Regions from separate parts of the Gossypium hirsutum genome. Here region 2 is linked to region 1. Evidence: chromatin contacts called from public Hi-C data. All regions are on one chromosome and are shown on one strand. The core of a region is the stretch at or near the end of the contact, and the rest is flanking DNA. Distances in the headings are between cores, read along the strand shown. Region 1 holds the start of LOC107961193 (transcription factor bHLH162). Region 2 has its middle 31 kb from the start of LOC107961194.

The links. Hi-C and Micro-C count contacts between places; a contact is called where the count stands out from the background.
Region 2: a Hi-C map of hypocotyl shows a contact between it and region 1, with 2.5 times the contacts expected there. The contact joins the enhancer-like site here to the promoter of LOC107961193 in region 1. A contact is called at or near these places in 7 of 34 Hi-C or Micro-C datasets (callus, hypocotyl, leaf and 1 more).

The regions. Positions count from the first base shown.
Region 1 is chrA05:39,947,879-39,951,765 of Gossypium_hirsutum_v2.1, forward strand. LOC107961193 (transcription factor bHLH162) reads left to right here and starts at 1,396. Exons shown (of 3, transcript XM_016897399.2): 1 at 1,396-1,571; 2 at 1,703-2,026; 3 at 2,472-2,671. The coding sequence starts at 1,479. The coding sequence ends at 2,564.
Region 2 is chrA05:40,035,019-40,038,781 of Gossypium_hirsutum_v2.1, forward strand. No RefSeq gene overlaps it. Among protein-coding and RNA genes, the nearest start is that of LOC107961194, 31 kb to the right of the region's middle. Within about 2 kb of position 2,378, at least 3 of the 9 cell types and tissues checked have an H3K27ac peak or open chromatin away from gene starts, as enhancers often do. A contact at or near this core is called in hypocotyl and leaf, where this site is marked.

The DNA.
Region 1 (3,887 bases), core at 146-2,645:
AACAAAATCACGAAAAATTCAAACCTAATAATATTGACAATTAATTTTCATCAAATCGACTGTAATGGTAAAGTACATTACATTTCAAAGGGGAAAACCGAAGTTCAATCCTTAGAGACAACATTGTTGGGAGGGATAACCACAAACCCTGAATAGAGGAGCTCATGGGTCGAGCTATGCCTAAGCATGATATTAATATAATTTATGATTGTCTAAGCTCGACTCGACCTCAAATATGGGCCTAAAATTTTACTCAAACCCATTCATATTTGTAAAATACTAATCCAAGCCTATTTAGGCCCGCCCATATTATTTTTATTTTTTAAAAATATTTATGTTATTTAAATTTAATATTTAATAGTTTTATATATTTTTATTTATTAAATTTTTTTATATAACTATCCTCGCATTATTTTAATGTTTATATTAGAGTAATATTATATATTCACTATAAGTTTATTTTTTAAAAGTGTTATAAATTTCATAATATATAAACATAACATAGTATAAAGTATTATAAACTTAAAAATGGGTTGGGCTGGGCTTGAGTCTTGAATGTTCAAGCCCAAGTTCAGCCTATATTTTAAATGGGCTTAATTTTTGCCCAAGTTCATTTTTCGAGCTTAATATTTTTACCCAAACCTTCTCAAATTTCGAGTGAGCCTTTAAGCCTAACAAATAGCTCAACCGATAAATAAATCTAACACTGAAAATCAACCAAGATGAGTGATAGTAAAAGAAATAAAATTTTAAAACCACATTTTTTCATGAATTGAATATTTTTCCAAGTGCAATGTAAATAGTAGGTCACAAGCAAAGAATGTAGCAAAGTTTTCTTCTGGATTGTCATCAACCATAAATATGTCTGACTAATGGTCTCTCGATTACAAATATTAATACACATAGTAATATCATGCGAGGCCTGGGGTTGTTTGAGAGTGCTGTTTAAAATAAGATAGGTCTAAAAAAAATATTTTTTAATTTTTCATATAGAAATTTTTTTAGATTAAAATAAAATAATAAAATTTTTAATTTTTTACTATAAATGTTTTATCTTTTAAGGTCTTAAAATTTTTTAAACTTTTATTGCATTACATTATATATATATTTAAAGGGGTCTAATTTATTGTGTCATCTAGGTCCAAAAATGCCAAGAGCCGATTTGTGAATAGTAATAAAACAATATTTAAAAATTAATTAATTAAATGATAAGAATCCCTGTTTGTTGGGTTCCCAGAAAGAAACAATGGGCCAAGTCGGAAGAAAATTGAGGCGTAAGGAAACATAAAGCGACAGGAGAGTCTGGCAACAGTACTAAAAAGGAAATTCCACGCCTGTTATTTGTAATTAGCTGCAAAAAGATTCATGTTCCGCGTTTTCCGGGTTGGAACCGGTATATCGTAATTCTTATATATAATCAAAGATCAAATACCTGGAGAGACCAGAGAAAAAAACCCTACCTATCTCAATTATCGAAAATGAACCGGAATTTAATCGAAAGGGAGCGGAGATCCAACATGAGACATCTCTTTTCCAGGCTTTTTTCTCTCCTTCCTCCTCCCACCACTCGAGTATGTTGTTGTTAAGTCCTCCTCCTCCTCCTTCTTAGTTCAGTTAAGTCTGGATTCATGTTTCTAGTGTGATTTTTTCTCTTTGTTTGAACATGGGTTTCGTTGTTGTTGTTTTTTTTTTGCATTTGTAGAGGTCGGCGATTCCCGACAGATTGGAGCAAGCCACTGTGTATATAAACCAGATTCGAACACGTTTAGAGGGACTTAACCAAAGGAGGTTGCAACTTGAAGAGGGTAACATAGGGACAAGTAGAAGGAGGACGATGATGTCCCCAGTTATAAACATATCAGAATATTCACATGTTTCTGGTATGGAAATAAATCTAAGTGCGGAATCCGAGTTGAATCTTTCGTTGAATGAGATTATCAGAATCATTCAAGAAGAAGGAGCTGAAGTTCTAACCCTTACGTATAGTAATGGAAGCAATAGGAACATCCTTACCATTCATTGTGAGGTAAATCTCTAATATTTCCATTTTCCTTCAAATATATATGAGAGACACTCACATTAATTTTACACATTTCGTAATATGGAATTGATTCAAAACTTTGTGTGCATAAAATATAGATAAATTCAATAATAAAATTGTTAATACATTAATGAAAAAAATGTAAACTGGTTTCTACCTTTTAGAACCAGAGATCCGACTATAATGCATTTGCTTCATTTTGTATATCTAGAATGTTGGTAAGTAATAACCTTAATTTTGAAAGAATAAGTAGATTCGACAAAGCTTTACTCATGGATATATATATATATATTATTCACTATATTCATCAAAATAAAATGGTGTTGAACGTATTCATCAATTTTTTTCATCTAATATAAATGTTTTAGTTCATATATATATATTGCTTTTAATTAATGCTAAAACCTTGGCATTCTTGGTTTTTCTACAGGCTGCAATCACTTATATAAATGGAATCAGTTATATAAATGGAATTGATCGTTCAAGATTGCTTCAGAGATTGAGGATTGTGATTGAAGAATAAAGTTCTCATTGAATTAGCTATTTTCTACCAGCAAAAAAAATCTTTATTATTGTTACAAAGAATTATATCATGTGTGAGTATATAAATCACGTATTTAGAATAAAAGTGTGTCGTTCAAATAATTCTAAAAAAAATAGTTTATAACTAATAATAATAACATGTATGCATTATAAACTAAATTAAAATAAAATAAATTAGTTTAAATTGTAAGTAAAAAGAAACTTAAATTGGTAAATAAATATGATTAATAATATTAAATGCACTCCAATTATTTATTATGGTATGGTCATTTTTCTTGAATTTGTTTTGAGTTTACTTGTGACTCAATATATACAAACAATGTAGGAGAAACAATTTGTGTAAAACACTGGAACGTATAAAAATATCAAAAAAAGTTTTGGATGAAGTCAAAAAATTCTTTGTATATACATTCGAACCACTATTGGTCACATTTCTCTTTACCGAGAAATCGAAGAAGCTATACAAGGGTTTTTTCCGGCCTACTCATATGATACCCAATCATATGGTATCTAAGCTAAAAAATTCTATGACACCAATATGAATTCGAGTCTCTTTAGTTCAACTAGGACCCCAGTTCCTAACCCGACTTTCTACCAAAATCAAGATCGAGAAACAGAAGTTTTCCAATCATTGACTCAAACCTATTGACGAAGTCTACTCAGCAGAATAAGGGGGTATTTATGGCAGAACAGGCCAATATGGTATTTCACAATAAAGTGATAGATGGAACTGCCATTAAACGGCTTATTAGCAGATTAATAGATCACTTCCGAATGACATATACATCACACTATCCTGGATCAAGTAAAAGCTCTGGGTTTCATAAAAAAAAATATTTTATAGATGCTGGTAGCATGGGTTCAAATCTCACTATATGCAAAATTTTTACTGTTTTTTATTTAAAATGTAAAAAGACAAAATTACACTTATAATAATGTAATTTATTTTTACATGAAAGGTATTTTTATAATTTCGTTTATCAAATTAGTGACTGATTAATTTGTGGCATCAATTGAAGTTTAAATAAGAATATAGATTATTATTATTATTATTATTATTATTATTATTATTATGACACAGGGGAGAAGTTAGAAAATTTTTTTGGGAGGGTCGGATGAAATTTTAATTTTTTATGGTTTATATCTTTATAATTTATAAATGATTACATTGAATTTTTATAATTTTAGAGGGGCCAAAGTGAAATTTTATCTTTATTAATTTAAAATTTTTAAAAAATTTTAAAGGTCAAAATAATAATTTTATATTTTTTTGGGGGCCGGGACCCATGCCAATCGCTTAGCT
Region 2 (3,763 bases), core at 1,128-3,627, 88 kb after region 1:
TTGAATTATTTAAAATTAAGATCAAATTGATAGAATGTGTAAGTATTGAAGACTAAGTGTGTTATTATAACAGAAAGTGACCAGAACAGAAATGATCTAAAACGCTAGTGACTAAATTGAATATTTTTTATAATTTGGTGATCAAAATAGAAATATGTTAATAGTTGAGTGAATAATGGTATAATTTATCTTTTTTAAATAGAAGTGAACATTTATGTTACAATGGTGGAAAAAGTTTACAAATACAAATATTATCGAACCCTAAACTTTATGCCAATCAACTTGAAAATCACACAAATTATTACTCAACTAATAACGTGATTGACAATTAAAAGAATAATTTTATATATAATTAGTGGAGATTTTAAACACCACAAACAAAATCAAAATGAGCATGTGAATAAATGCAATATACTACTTCTAATGAAGATTATAAAATAATTATCCTTTCTCCTTTGCTATTACTATATATAAACTTTCATACTATCAATATCTCTTCTAATCTTAATTGAGTTAACTGAATGTTAATTAGTTGGAAAAATTAGAAGATTATTTTTTTCTTTTATTTTTCATAAAATTAATGAAAAAATTGTATATAGTGAGATTTAAATTCATGGTATTAATATTTATAAAATTTTAATTTTATTGCTTTAATTTTAATATAAATTTTAATATTTTATACCATTTTTTCCATCCCATTGTTTGTATATTTATCTCTACTACTAAGTTTAAACTTTTGATTAAGTTGATGATAAAACAATAGAGACATAATGAATAGGATCGAGTTCAAGTTATTCGAAGCAAAAGAAAATTGAATCAAAGAGAGAAACCCTATCTTGGTGGCTAGGCAACCTAAAATTGAACAAGAAGATAAAGTATTAAAAATGTTTTTAATGAACATAATCAAGATAAATAAAGATATAGAGAAGATGGAAAAAGATAGGATGAAAGATGATAAAATGACAATGTCCTATTAAACGATTTGAAGAAAGAACCTTTAATAAGCTTTACAAATGGTTTTAACCAACTCTCTAAAGTCAAACCCTAGTAAATTGAGGGTGAAAGTTTCCCAGGACTTCAAAGAAAAAAACCAAGAAATGTAACATCCTAAATTTTTCGAAGTCAAAATTCGTATTGTATAAGTGATCAAGAAAATAAAATTCAAGTACGGTGTTAGATAAATGCGAATTGTTTATTAATTAAATAATAATATAACGGCTTGATTTTCGCCAGTGTTAAAAAAATTCGAGTTCGGGGCTGAATTATTAAGTCAAGCTAAACCAAAAATATTATTCGAGGAGCTCATGTGGTATATATGAAATTATAAGACCAAATTGCCAAGTGATAAAATTGGATAAATTGTAGTGCAGGGGCTAGATTGAAAAGATAAGTAATCACTTATCAAGGATTAATTGGTGAAGAGAGGGAATTGTAACTTTTTTAATTAAGTGATAAAAATGAAAATTTACCCATAGTTTAGTGACTAATGGTGTAATTTACTCAAATTTTTATAATTTCTTTTATAAGTTATAAAAATTAATTAAACTCGTAAAATAATTAAAAATCAATTAAACCTTCCATTTGTCAACATTTTTCATGTGAAATACTATTTCATCTGCCATGTCATTATTGTTTCGACACCACCACCACATCTTCACTCAATCGATTACTATCTTTAAATTAAAAACTCAATCGATTGCAAATTTTAATTAAGAGTTTAATTAATTTTTTAATTATTTATAAAAACATTCTAAATATTTAAGCATATTTTATATTATTTTATAAATTTCTTGATAATCTATTTTATTTAATTCATTATATCGAATTTAGTAGAATTAATAAAAAAGAAAGATAAACAAAAATAATCAAAACTAAAAAATATAGTTGAACATAAATAAAACCATAACTACATGAGATAGCATTTTTAGTGGAGAAAGAAAATAATTAATATAATTTATAGTAATTAGATTTAAAGTCATCACAACTATTCAATCTTTTTAATGCAAAATTTTTTATGCTAAATTTGTGAGTAAATGTGATCAAAATAAGTTATTAGATTTATTCAATTCTTTCGTAATTAAATTGTCGACACTAAAACTGCAAACAATTGTGATAATAATAAACGATTGTATATATATATATATATATTGACCAATAATCTTTATTCTAGAAGTAAATTCATGTCAAAAAAAAAGTAATCATAATAATTAATTTTGTTGTGATAAAAGAATATTTGTTGATATGAACTTGCTCAATTTCATTGCCAGCATTATTCCTGCAGATATTTAGTAAAGTTTTGTACTCTACTTAGAGCTGCCCACCACACCTTCCAACTATACCCACTTGGATTGGATTGGGTTGGGTTGGGAACAACTCCTTTATAATGCATATCATGATTCCTATGCTTCTACAAGTGCCATAGTACAAGACACAGGATCCCAACATATAGCCACTCTAGGATCCATTATCTTATATCTCTAATTGAATCCATATTCCAAGTCTTCCATATTGGGTTCGTGAGCCAATCTACCATACACCCCTCCCAAACATATATGTTGGAGAAATAATTGAGTTTACCCAAAATACAAACATTAATATTATCCCACCAATTTGAATGTCGAGTTCTTACAAACATTAATATTATCCCACCAATTTGAATGTCGAGTTCTTACTTTTATATATATATATATATAAATAATCTCTTGGCTCAATCACAACAACTATATGTTGTAGATATAAAAATTTAGGTTAATACATTTTCCTCTAATTTCTTTATGATGGTGCGGATAAAATTTTTTTAGAATTTTTTTTTAATTTTTCATGTTTATTTTAGAGTTTATATTCGAGATTTGTCGTTGCCTCTTTCAACAATATTCTCTCATCAATACCGTAATATGATTTATCATTGTACTCAGCATTTGTTAATAATTTTAAAATTCATGTACAAATCAAGTTAGCTTGAATTAATTTAGTAGTTGGTTTCATTATTATAATATAAAAATTTTTTAATAACTTGATAGATTATATAATTAAATGTTATTAGCATAAATTACATCTAAAGTCACTCTAAAATAGGGTTTATCCTATTTTGATCACTCTAATTTTTTCTCAATTTAGTCACTTTAATTAAAATAATTGTTCGAACTAGTCACCACTATTAAAAATTTCGTTAATCCACTAACGAATTGTTGGCGTGGCACATTAACCAATTAAATGATGACACGTGGTAATTTTTTTTATTTTTGACTAAACCTTAAACACCTTTATGTAATTATTCCAAAACTTTCTTTTTTTCTTTGTCTTCTTTGTCGTCATCTTGCCACTCCCTGTTCAAACTCTCTCAGAACTTACAATCAATCTCCGCCACCCCATCTGACTCCCTTCTTTATTCATATAAAGAAGCAAACACCCTCCTTCAAAATAAAATGTATATGATGACATTCCTGTTAAAAGCTTCAAACAATATTTCATCATATATCGACAAATCCCGTGCCTTTAGTTCCATAATATTTGAATCCATTTGTTAAAAAAAAAAAAAAGCTCTCTAAAACATTTACTTACTTCCTCAAGCTCTGAAGATTGGATCAATGGGTATATTAGTTGTTGATTTTGTGATTTCAACTTGCTTGAGATGAAATGTGGGGGAAAAACCCAATAATAAATAGTTAGAAATGAAAGTTTCAAGTGATGAATGTGTGAATATATACATATATATATATGGTAATTTATTCTTACTTATTAGTTGTTTATTTTGTGATGTCAA